3 separate regions of the Bombyx mori genome follow, and regions 2 and 3 are each linked to region 1. Evidence: chromatin contacts called from public Hi-C data. All regions are on one chromosome and are shown on one strand. The core of a region is the stretch at or near the end of the contact, and the rest is flanking DNA. Distances in the headings are between cores, read along the strand shown.

Region 1 (4,410 bases), core at 1,883-4,382:
TTAGAAAATTAATAAAAAACACGCTTTTTATAAAAAATCCAACTAAAAAAAGCGTGGTGCTTTTAGAAATTAAGTCGTAGTTTCGAGTTTCACGTTAAGATGCTTAAACATCAAGTTGGAGATCGTTCAAACATTTATTAATAATGCTATAATTATCAACAAGATTTCTATTACACTGTTAATTTTTACACGTTACTTTGGCTTGATCTATCTATCTATCTATGTAACGGAGTCTTTCAACGTAGTTTTCACCAACTTTAATACGTATCAGACGTAAAGTTTATCTTGAATATTTCAAAACGTGTGTAAAAAAACTTTCAATTTTAAATTCGACTGAATATTTAAGTGTTTTTTTTTTAATTCGAACTGTATTTTTTGTTTTGCTCTGGTGGGTGGACGATCTCACAGCCCACCTGGTGTTAAGTGGTTACTGGAGCCCATAGACATACATACACATAGATAATGCACCACCCACCTTGAGATTTAAGTTCTAAGGTTTCAGTATAGTTACAATGGCTGCCCCACCCTTCAATCCGAAACGCATTACTGCTTCACGGCAGAAATAGGCGGGGTGGTGGTACCTACCCGTGCGGACTCACATGAGATCCTATTACCAGTAATCACGCAAATTGTAATTTTGCGGGTTTGATTTTTACACGATGTTATTCCTTCACCGTGGAAGTCAATAGTGAACATTTGTTAAGTACGTATTTAATTAGAAAGATTGGTACCCGCCTGCGGGATTCGAACACCGTTGCATCGCTAAATACAAATGCACCGGACGTCTTATCCTTTAGGCCACGACGACTACACTTATTTCCAACAAAGATGTACTTATTTCCATTAAAGAATAAAAACACGTGAAACGTGACTGTTCGCAGATGAAAATTTTTGATTGGCTTCATGTAGATTGCAGTGTGGTTTGACTATTCCATACACTTCTGTGTGCCTTTGATTTTGAAAGCTAAGTGCTGACCTATTTCCGAATCTTTGAAATACAATGTCATCACGGATGTCGTGTTTTATTGTGATAAGCTTTTCGTAGATTTTCATAACGAAATGATTTTTTGTCTTGTTAGGAACAATGAGAGTCTCCTGTGAGAAATTGGGGGAGGTGAAGGACCTCGGCCCTTCTCTTCTCCCCTTCTTCCTCTCAGGAGGCGCCGGAGTCCGACATAACCCGGTCCGTTACCCCCCTCGACCGGGTATCCGTAAAAGGAACTCCCCAGCGTTAAAAAAAAAAAAAAAATGATCAATGAGACAATGTTATGATGTTTGGTCATCGCGATCGTATTTATGTTTCAATTTTTATTTTATTTTATTATTATTTTATTTTTCAGACGCTTGGAATAATTCTCAATTTTAATGGTCGCGGACGCCTGAGGCCTTCTTATTTGTCGATATTTCTATTGCGTGCCGACTACCGTCTGTTTTGTACATAGAGAAACAATTTTAACATAAAAACGTTAAATTTGTTTTAAATGTTTCTTGAGCTGGTAATAGGGCACCTTACCGTTTCTACTTTTCCATCATCCTTCATTAGAAAGAGTTCTTATTAGCTCCGATCTATTCGTATCCAGATTTTAGGAATAAATAATTCTTTACAGCACTCGGTTTGACAAATACGTGGGCGTATCTGGTATATTATTGTCACTTCCTTTATGGGGATACTAAAACATAAATCTCTGATTTTTTTATGTAGGTATCTTTGTGTATATTGATTTTTGAAATCGATGTGCCGTCTCTTCTTTTATCGTTGTTGCTGTATCTACCTATAAGTCTTTATTTCAGAATTCCATTTTCTCTGATACTAACTGCGCTTTCATATTTGCACGGTTTACAGCTTAAGCATCAGATGAAATGCTTGCCGAACTTTGACGTTGTATAAGTAAATATATGGAATTACTCTTTATTCGTGGAAAGTAATGCCTTGATGTTTTTTTTACCTTTGCTGATAGCTTTAAGAGGCTATTTCAGCTTTACCCTAGCTTGTAGGTGAGCTCATGGGCTCAAACCGGAAGTGTTGCTAACACTGGCCCTAGCAAGAGCAGTGCTTCGCAGAATCTATCATCGGATCGGAAACACGACTCACTGAAAAGATCCGGCAAGAAACTCAATGGACTCTGTGTCTATGAGGCTGGTGTCATAAACAATTTGAAACATCGTACATCAACGGATTGAAAATCCTACGTCATAGCCGTGATGTCCAAATCGACTCTGGCATGGACAGTCCAGGTCAAACCTATTGTAATACTCATAGATGTTTGAACTATAAAATTTCAAGTATTCTTATTATTTAACTCTATTAAGAATCACATTAAAAACAAAAATACGAGTTTAACAGTAATAAGATTTTGAAGTCATAAAGATTAATTGTATCTGAAAAAATGAATTATATTGTATGATGCGTATGCGAATACGTACTCAACAAATGCTTACGATTGATTTCCACGGTGAAGGAATAGCATTGTGTAATAAAAATGAAACCCGCAAAATTATAATTTGCGTAATTACTGGTGGTAGGACCTCTTGTAAGTCCGCGCGGGTGGGTACCACCACCCTGTCTATTTCTGCCGTGAAGCAGTAATGCGTTTCGGTTTGAAGGGTGGGGCAGCCGTTGTGATACTTGAGATCTTAGAACTTATATCTCAAGGTGGGTGGCGCATTTACGTTGTAGATGTCTATGGGCTCCACTAACCACTTAACATCAGGTGGGCTGTGAGCTCGTCCACCGATCTAAGCAATAAAATAGAAAAATACTCCTGTGCATTTCGAAACGTTGTAAGCTATCTGTTTAATTAATGTTTTAGATAACTCCGTTCAGTTGATCGCTTATTGATAAGCGCCTCATTCCGTTACCGAAGGTTTATCCAAGCACAACACTTATTATAATTTCATTTTAAAAAGGTATTTTAGTGGTTAGCTCTTTAATTCCAAATTAGAGAATTCAGGTATGTTTCTTTATTTGTTTTTATATATGGCTTGCAGTAATGTTGCTACTTTCGTGCCACGTGCCGTGTATAGCTGAATTAAAAGTTAATGAACTCCAAAACAGTCTGTTATCTGTACATCGTCAAGCTAAGAATACACACAGTAAAATGAACCATAATAATAGCGACATCTGTTGTCGATTTTAAAAATAGTCTGTCGATCACCTGTGCGCCCGCGTGTTAATGTTTACAAACATTGAGTAGTTTTGCGATTATCCAATAACAGATGGCGGTAGTGAGCTTGAGTTTTTAAATAAACCCAAATGGTTTTAGAATTGTTCATTAGATTTTATACATAAAATAAGTTGGCCAATTGAATTTATTTATTTATTTGTCTGCTCAAATTACAATTACCTCCTAATGATCACCAATTTTTTTTTCATCAGAAAATATCACAAAAAGCAACTGTGTAAAAATACTAAAAATTCTTTTTTTTTATAATACTGCCATTTAAATTTAATATACATTTTTGAAGTGCATATCGTTCGCTTAAAATGTTCTTAAGTTTTTCTAAATGGGGTAATATCTCAATTTTAATTGCACGATACTCTATCTATGCCTGTTTAAGGCAATAATATGCGGAATTATAATGTTTTTGTTATGTGGTACGAGGCATACGATTTTTGACTTCAGCTATTTTTTAGATGAAAAGTCTGATAGGTGCGGACATGGGAAGGCAAATACGAACTAATTCCAATTGATGCGTGATATTTCGCTAATTCGTAATATCGACAGAGATGCTATAACTAAAATATATAAGTAGCCTAAAATATATATCTAAAACCACAATATCGTAACTCTACATAGTAAAAATTAGCGTTCTCGTTAATTATAGAAGTCACAAGATATGGATGATACTGGTTTTTAAAAGACATGTAAACAATCAGATTTATTTACACACAGATCCTATGATCTAAGTACCTACAATTTTATGATAATTAAAGTTAAACTCAAGGATCCAATCGAACAGTGAAATAGAACGTACTTTATCAATTTACATAGAATCAAACGGACAGAACTTACGAACTTTTGAAGCCGTCGTAGCCTAAAGGATAAGATGTCCGGTGCATTCATATCTAGCGATGCAACGGTGTTCGAATCCCGCAGGCGGGTACCAATTTTTCTAATGAAATACGTACTTAACAAATGTTCACGATTTACCTCCACGGTGAAGGAATAACATCGTGTAATAAAAATCAAACCCGCAAAATTACAATTTGCGTAATTACTCGTGGTAGGACCTCTTGTGAGTCCGCACGGGTAGGTACCACCGCCCCGCCTATTTCTGCCGTGAAGCAGTAATGCGTTTCGGTTTGAAGGGTGGGGCAGCCGTTGTAACTATACTTGAGACCTTAAAACTTATATCTCAAGGTGGGTGGCGCATTTACGTTGCAGATGTCTATGGGCTCCAGTAACCACT
Region 2 (4,369 bases), core at 426-2,925, 91 kb after region 1:
ATTTTCATTTGTTATACCACGACGTTTTGGCTGTGTGTTTGTTGGGCTAGAATAACACTGCTTCAACTCCTCGTAAGAGGAGATTAAGCGATTCACCGGAGAATAGTAGCATTCTTTACGCATTATAGCAGTGTACTGCTATCGCCAATTGGCATATACTGCGCCTCTTGTATACCGTATACCGCATCGGTAGGTACCACCACCCTGCCTATTTCTGCCGTGAAGCAGTAATGCGTGTCGGTTTGAAGAGTGGGACAGATACTATAAAAACTAAGATTTTTTTCAAGGTGGGTTGATGTCTATGCAGTTCGCTAACCATTTAATGACAGGTGGGACGTGAGATCGTCCACCCAAGCAATAATATAAATATGTGTACAAATATCCGACGCAAAACTTTAGATATCTTTAATTATGGATCCAATAATGCCCATGTTGATTATTGAACTAACCTATAACTTTTATTTTGTCCTCAGCTTTTCGCAGAAGGTAGACGAAGAGGAGCCAGGCGGCGGGGTTCCGCTGCATCCACCGGACGGCTTCTACACTCATCAGCACTCGATCCACGCGCATCATGCCCACACTGAGCCCGACCGAGGGTACATGGATGGCAACAGATACGTCACCGATGTCCATCGACCGTTACCAGGTTGGTGAAGTTGAGGCTACATTCTTTAAAGTACATAAATGGATGGATGGTCACATAGATAGACATAGAACAGTCTAACACATATATCTATATTGTTATTATTATTTTTCTACCTATGCTGATAGCCTTGAGAGACTATTTCAGCTTCTCCTTGACGTGTAGGTGAGCTCAGGGGGCTCGAACCGGGAGTGTTGCTAACATTGGCCCTAGCAAGAGCAGTGCTTCGCAAAATCTACCACCGGATTGGAAACGCGACCCACTGAGAAGATCCGGCGAGAAACTCAGTGGGCTAATTGTTTAAATATAAGATTGAAATAGAACTTCATTTTGCATCTACGGTACTTTTGAAATTGAAGCAGGGTGTTTTACGGGATGCGGGTACAGATAATAATATCGATTTTATAATGATATTTTTCCACATCAAATAACTAATGTTGGTTCTATTGTAAAAGGCTTTTCGTTTGTGACCTGGTTCAGAGTAAGTCAAATGCGAATGATTTTTCTGTTCTGAAGTATAATTTCTTATGTACCAACGTATGCATGCGCTGGGGCTTAACAAAATAACTTGATGCTTATTTCGTTGATGATGATGGTTAGATGCTTCATCTTGTAGAAGACTAACAGAGGAGAGTGAACAGAAAAAAGCCCTTGTGATTTCTTCTTGATGTGATTTCTTCTTGTCTCCAATTGGCAAAGGCGATCATGCAGTTTTGGAAAATTAAAGCTTTCTAGAAGTTGCGTACATATTTATGTATAATATAGCGAATAATCATTTATTATCACTATTAAAGTTTTGACATAGGATCCCCGTGAATTACTGTGAAATAACGGAAAATAGCAGTGGTATGCACATCGACGTCGTAATCACAAGGAGGAAATCCATTGACGCGATAAATGAATTGTTTTTGAATATTTATTTCTGTTTTATTTAGTCGGTTCGATTGTTTCCTTCCAGCTCTAAATCATTCGAACTCGTCATGTTCGTCGGCGTCGAACGCGTCGACGGGCGCGGGTCTTTGCACGGCACAGGAGCCGGCGTCGCAGCTTTACATTGCCGCGCCGCCGGAGGGCTTCGGCCTCGCCGTTCATACCAACAGGTCAGTGTAATGCAAACAATCAAATAAAATCGAAAGTGTTTCCAGTTACGTTAAGATGTTGCTAATTGATTTTTTCTACGTACAATACGCCTGCCCAACGACACTACAGATTAAACCATAAAACAATTTTGTAGTATTTATAGTATTTTTAAAACTGGTTTTCACAAAAATTATAGAAAACATACAATTTAACTCTAGATTTTATGATACTGCCAGTCATTTAGTGGTAGAAGCTTGAAGGACCTGCTATATGAAACAACATTTGTAACTGAATTACAATAATATTGAATAAATACTTTAAAAAATCAACAAGAAAACGTTATATTGTTTGTTCTGCTGAAATAATGATAGAGCACACAGCGTGCTTAGCTACTAATTATGAACGTACCTTATCAAAAGTATCGTGGTGTGAAATTGATCTTTACCTTAAGCTCAGTTCAAACTATAGTAACGCAAATCTATGTTAATATAAGAAGATTTCATATGCCAAAAATATGTTTATATCTTTTCAACGTGTTAAATTAATTTTTATTCAAATCAAATTGTCATTAATACCATATCTATAAAAGAGACAAGACAACCGTGCAAACACAACCCACTGAGTTTCTCGGCGGATTTTCTCAGTGGATCGCGGATTTGGTTTGCGGATTGTTATGCCTAAAAAAAACATTATATTTTGCTCAACATTAATAAAATAATTTTAGCTACTACATATATTTAGAATTCCCTATAATATTTAGTAAATAGTTCCTTATAGTATTTAGTAAATTTTTTTTTACAACATCTTTAAATAATTTTGTGTTCAAATTCTAAAACCATTATGCATCTATACTAATGTATAAATCTAGAGTGGTTCTGGATTTGGATATTTTTTCTAGCCACCTCATAATTCTCGAGATTTCAACGTTGTAATTCTAATGTATCAGATAAAGGTAGATGTTTATATATTATGTACGTCTTACTGTACCCATATTACGTGTCGATTTTAGCTTATATTTCTTTGTATAGTTTACCTGCAAATTATAATCTACAAGTGAAGTCCTTAAGAAAGGGACAATACTCGTCGTTTTTTAGGTACGATAAATTCTCATTGTGCCTATGTCCAGCAGTCCGCTGCTACAGGCTGATGATAATATATGATGTAATATAAATCGTCAATTCTGTCTTTACGTTACAGCAATCTCATTGCACTCAACGCGATGCGATTATCGTTCTTATTCTGTTATACTTACAGTTTTAATTATTATTAACTATTAGTAATTTTATTCATTTAAATTTGTTCACCGTAACCCTGATGGGTTTGTTGAACAAGTTCAAAATTAATTGAAAATTCGTCATAGTCAGTTACTGGATTCGTCCATTTCACTCTCCAATGTCCTTGGTACGAACGATGTGTATTCGATGTCTAAGATGAACAACAGTGTGCCGTTCTTTGAGCAATATTTAGGAATGGTATATGTAAGAACATTTAAAATCTTTGGACATTGTGATTTTGTGTAATATATAACTCTGTATTAATTCTTGTTTTGTTTGTGTTCGTACAATTAATCTGGATCTGGATAATGGGGATCAGACAAAGGTTTGCATTCATAATTTTATACACCATTGTGTACGTGAAGATTTTCGTTACCCATCCGCGAATACGTATCCTGAACAATAAAGTAATTTAAAAAGAAATGACTTAAACCAAAAGACGTAAATTGAATTCCATTCTCTTAATGTTAATTAATTGCCTTAGAAGATCGTCTAACATATTTTTTACTGTTCACTATATAATAATATACAGAATGCGAAAATAGTGCTCCCCGATTACTGATGTCGTAAACTATTAGAAATACTTACAAAAGTTTTTGCACGCTATGTAACGCATCTATAAATCACCGGACGTTCGGGGTTAATGAACCCGAAGGAACGCGGGGAGCGGCTACGAGCTGCATACGCATTGCATTGCTGGTTCTCGAAATGTGACGTCATGGAAATAAAAAAAATTAGACAATTAGTTTAATCCTATTTCGATTTCGGGAAAGATGTCTCCACACCCTATGTATAAGTATGACACTTGTACTCCTTAACTTTGTTTCGTGATTGTTTTATTTTCTTAAACTCAATTTATACGGTTGGGAAGAAGCTGAAAAGCCCAATTGGTGTTTTCGGAGCCCATAGACACAACAACGCGAATTCCCAACTTCGGACATGAGGTAGAAGCTTCAATTGTATTTATTATCACGCCATTTAAACTGGAAAGTACACCTGCTTCGCGCCAAAATAGGCTGTTGTTGCGGGCTTACATAAATCTGGCGAATATGATTTTAATTACAGCATGCTTCACCGTAAAAGTCATTGGTGAACAAGTGTCTAGGATGTTTTTTTTTGTATAGCTTAGATGGTTGGACGAGCTCATGGCCCACTCGGTGTCAAGTGGTTCCCGGAGACCATAGACATCTACAACGTAAATGCCGCCACCCACCTCGAGACATGAGTTGTAAGATCTCAGTTTTAACAGTACAACGGCTGCCCCACCCTTCAAACCGAAACGCATTACTGCTTCACGGCAGAAATAGGCAGGGTAGACCCTTATAGATACAGCCGTCTGGGCGTAGCTGACATGCTCCTTAGCGACCAGCGA
Region 3 (4,447 bases), core at 130-2,629, 120 kb before region 1:
CTCCCCTCCACGGTGTTTCCCGAGCGTTATGACATGTCCTTCTTCAAACGAGGCTTGTGGAGAGTATTAAGCGGTAAGCAGCGGCTTGGCTCTGCCCCTGGCACTGCTGAAGTCCATGGGCGACGGTAACCACTCACCATCAGGTGGGCCGTATGCTCGTCTGCCTACAAGGGCAATAAAAAAAGATTAATAGTTAAACCGTAACAAATAGGATATAATATACCGGCGTAACAAAGATCATAATATGTTTTGATTGTGCAATACGGATTGAAACATTTAACAATATTTTATTGTCAATTACATAGTTGGTTACATTTAAAGGTTTCAAAAAACAACAATGGATATCAGAACAATATATTACAATAAGTCACAAAATCGTGAACATGAAAAGGCGCTTTTGTCCTTTGTCTTTCATCATTTATCATCTTTGGCCAGCATACGATCCACCTGGTAATGAGCGCTCACTATTATTCATGGACGTCAGCAGTATTATGGGTCCATGCCTAGCTTCGTTTGAAGAAAAATCTGTCACAGGGCACTCATTACTGGTGGTAGGACCTCTTATGGGTCCACACGGGTAGGTACCACCACCTGTCTATTTCTGCCGTGAAGCAGTAATGCGTTTCGGTTTGAAGGATGGGGCAGCCGTTGTATCTATACTGAGACTTTAGAACTTATATCTAAAGGTGGGTAGCGCATTTACGTAGTAGATATCTATGGGCTCCAGTAACCACTTAACACCAGGTGGGCTGTCAACACGTTCACCCATCTAAGCAATAAAAAAAAGATAATAATTTTATCGATCAAATGTAAATACGTATAAGCGAGTACTATTTTCTCATCTGTTTATCAACCGATTCTCTCTTTTTGTTTAGTTGACAAACATTATTAGCATCCACTATTTTTTAATTTTTAAATGTCAATAAAAAAAACAAAAGAGATAATGAAATAGGTAAAAAAAAAGTGAAAAGATTGAAAAGTATTATTAAAGTTTAAAGAAAAGTTGGAATAGCCTACGGGTTAATAGTAATGCCTTCATACCAAAAAAAATTCTCGGAGCTGAAACGATAATAATTATCGTAAAATTAGATCAGATTTAATTTTGTTGGAACGCAGTGACTTGCTTAAAGCGCCATCTCTGAAAGCACCTCTTAACTAATTATATTTTATAATGTAACATGAAAGATGTCGACAGCTCCGACAGCTACAAACGTAATAACAACTTTTCAAAAGATGGCAGTACAATCGCTTTATTTGTTTTGAAATAGTAAGCAGATGGCGTTGCACACAACTCTCTTTAATAAGAGGTTCTCGGGCTAAGAAACATTTGGAGGCCTTCAACGTCATTTCAATTTTGCCGCATTATAGTAAAAGTAACGGAGTCAATAGCAGAGTAGTCGCGTTTGCGGTAGGGTGAATGAATTTCGCCTTTAGTCAGTCTGTTGTCGCTCGCGTTTGAAATTGTGTTGTGACAGTCGGATATCGAGATTCGTTCGGTGAATGTTGTGAAAGTGTAATTCTTCACGTTTAGTGACTGAAATTTGTTCAGAGAATACGATTTTGCAGTTGTAAATATAAGTGAAGTGTGTGATGTGAGTTTTAGTGAACGTTTGTGTGGTAAATTGTGACTCAAAACGCGTTAAGCGTTACGATCTTCGAGTTACCGGCGAATCGTGTTATGGTGAGTATGATCGATATTTACCCCCTTTTGTCTACATTACTGTATTGTTATGACTACTGATATTCATAAACAAAATTTATAAAAATCTACTGTCACTATTAAAAACCGCTAAGACTATAAAACAAGTTTCAAAAGTTGAACCAAGTGTTTAAGTCCGTTGAATTAAATTCTATTTCCGTTAGAATACCTTATCTAGCCCAAATCTTGGTATTTACAGCTTTACATGAATAAAATTGTGCGCTTTGTACTTTGTGTTGTATTTCCTAATTAGTTTAAATATTTAGTTTTGAGATCGACGTCTTTTGCGATATTTTTAGTTAGCTGTTGTTGGGTCCAAATGGGGAAGTATTTCATTGGGTTAGTACATGCGTATACATAATTTTCATTGATAATTAATAAAAAAGATACTTATGTCTAAAGACCAAGTGATGTACTTTTGAAAGACTGCAAAGCTAGTGACCGCTAATCATTTCTTATTAAGATTTTTTTTATTTATAAACCATCAATTAATATGTTGGAGTGCTATACAAAATAAAATTTAAATCTATATTACTTAGTATAAAAATAATTTTAAAACAACTGAGATTTCCAGTAAATAACATTTATTGTACAATCATCCTTAAAATCATGAATCCAGGCAATTTAATTTATTTTTATTCATTTATCCTAAATTTTCATTTATCCTTAATTTTCGAATAGCAAGTCATAATTAGCCTTAGGTAAAAATATATCAAAATTATATGAAGCTCTAATGGATAAATGTTTCAAACTGTTACATGAATTTAATTCAATATGTTACATGACAATATCATTTTCTGTAGGAACTTTTTATTGATCAAAAATTTTATTTCATGATTATACTTAGCTTGAATTTAAGATTAGTTTCACTCTGATCATGGTAAGCACTGCAAAATAATGAGAGTAGTTTGAATTTTTTAAATTGTATTATTATGCAATTATTCTTGTTTCTAATTTCAATATCTTCTCATCTATAGCCCTGTCGTTTGTGCCTATAATTAAGGTGACATTTATAGCATACCTTCTTATCATTTTATCGATGCCCTGAATTGGTGAGTAACTTTGTTGGTGCAACTAATTAAACAAATAAATAAAACATTTCAATTTTTATATATTACTAGATGTTGATGATTAAATACATGAATTAAGCTGCTAATAATTGCTTTTGTTTCGGTTCATTAAGAAAAATATATTATGTACTTCATATCTAATACCTCAGATGGTGAGATGTAATTAAAATCACTAATAAAATCTCTTAACTTTCCATTTCCACTTCCCATTATGTGATGCTTTGAACATATATGTTTTGGAAGGTAAATGATATTCGATTGTTACCTAATGACTTGTCATTCTGTTGTCTAAGCTTTGAAGGCTTAGTGTAAATTGATTTTCCCATAGTTTGACCCAATATCTATTGTCAGTGGCTACTGGCAATGATTAATGATGGCTCGTCGTCAAGAACTTACGAAGTCGGATGCTCACGCCCACGCCGAAGACAATAGCCATCTGATTTGTGAGGTCACCATTGACTTTTCATTTCAGTTATAAATTTGATATGTTACACCGACAGTAATTGGTTTTAGTAACCAGTTGGCAAAATGAAACTGGTTGTAACGTGGCTTGAGAACACTCGCGCTTAGTAACAGTTTGTTTGTTTGTTAATATCGCGAATCAATCAGACGTCTCCGGAATAACCACCGTGCAAGTCCAACCTAGATGTGCCGGTCATCGTTCTCGTCGAACCCGTCGCTTGCGACGAAGGGCTCGACGAGTAAATTAACCCTCGGACACAGCACACTGAGTTTCTCGCCGGTTCTTCTCAGTGGGTCGCGTTTCCGATCCGGTGGTAGATTCTGCGAAGCACGGCTCTTGCTAGGGTTCGTGTTAGCAACGTCATCATGTTTGAGCCCCGTAAGCTCAACTACTAGTTAAGGCGACGCTGATATAGCCTCTAGAAAAAAAAACCAACCGACATGTAATTTCTCAATGTTTTTGACTAGACCGTAAGACTATAGCTTACAACACATCTAATCGCGATTCGATTGAACCAATGAAACTTTATACAAGTCATTATATCACTGTCTTACGATTGTGGAGTGTTTCCTTAAATCACTGCGCTCGTGTATATCAACGTTTATTCAATCTCCACTGTCCGTTACAGATGTGCCCACAGGGTAGTCTTTAAGAGTAGCTGTAGTCAGCTGTCTAACATTGTTGAAGATTCCGTAATCGTCTATACGTGAACAGTAGACGTTTACGGGACTACAGTATCTAAACTCTATAACTGTTATTAGTCAACTTAATCGTTTATCATTTCTACGAACGGATCACATACCTGAGCTCACAGGCAAATAGTGATAAGTCCAAAAAGAAAGAATTATTACGATGCATCAATTCTATTTATTGAATCCGCACTTTACTGATTGGTCGAATCCTATTTAAAATGTATCCGATTTAATAAGTAGAGAAAATATGTTTTTTTTTCGGCTTCGACGAGAACGATGACCAGTGCTTGGGGTACCTAAAAGCACCGTTAGTGGAGGATCCAAAATGACATGTTTTGGGCGACGTCGACTGTTTACCATTCGGTCCACAGGATCGGGAATGAGGAGGAGGAAAGTGTATAAGTAGTTACAATCGGAAATTATTTTTGCTGTTGACAAAGTCTTCAGAGATCCACATAAGACTAAGTGAACAGGATTCATCTAAACTTCTAAAGCAATAAAACTAAATAATAATATATCGCTC

What was found. A called contact is a pair of places that touch in the nucleus more often than the background predicts.
Region 2: a Hi-C map of midgut shows a contact between it and region 1, with 3 times the contacts expected there. The contact joins two enhancer-like sites. A contact is called at or near these places in 4 of 7 Hi-C or Micro-C datasets (midgut, posterior silk gland and whole pupa).
Region 3: a contact with region 1 is called in a Hi-C map of whole pupa, with 5 times the contacts expected there. The contact joins the promoter of LOC101744693 here to the enhancer-like site in region 1. A contact is called at or near these places in 3 of 7 Hi-C or Micro-C datasets (midgut, posterior silk gland and whole pupa).

What each region holds. Positions count from the first base shown.
Region 1 is chr27:6,287,858-6,292,267 of ASM3026992v2, reverse strand. All of the region lies in intron 2 of LOC101744693 (IQ motif and SEC7 domain-containing protein 1), which reads left to right. Among protein-coding and RNA genes, the nearest start is that of Mir2778a-3, 19 kb to the left of the region's middle. Within about 2 kb of position 3,132, at least 7 of the 8 cell types and tissues checked have open chromatin away from gene starts, as enhancers often do.
Region 2 is chr27:6,195,022-6,199,390 of ASM3026992v2, reverse strand. LOC101744693 (IQ motif and SEC7 domain-containing protein 1) reads left to right here. Exons shown (of 23, transcript XM_021346151.3): 4 at 474-646; 5 at 1,602-1,743. Among protein-coding and RNA genes, the nearest start is that of LOC119630684, 9.4 kb to the left of the region's middle. Within about 2 kb of position 1,675, at least 7 of the 8 cell types and tissues checked have open chromatin away from gene starts, as enhancers often do.
Region 3 is chr27:6,409,587-6,414,033 of ASM3026992v2, reverse strand. LOC101744693 (IQ motif and SEC7 domain-containing protein 1) reads left to right here and starts at 1,379. Exons shown (of 23, transcript XM_021346151.3): 1 at 1,379-1,681.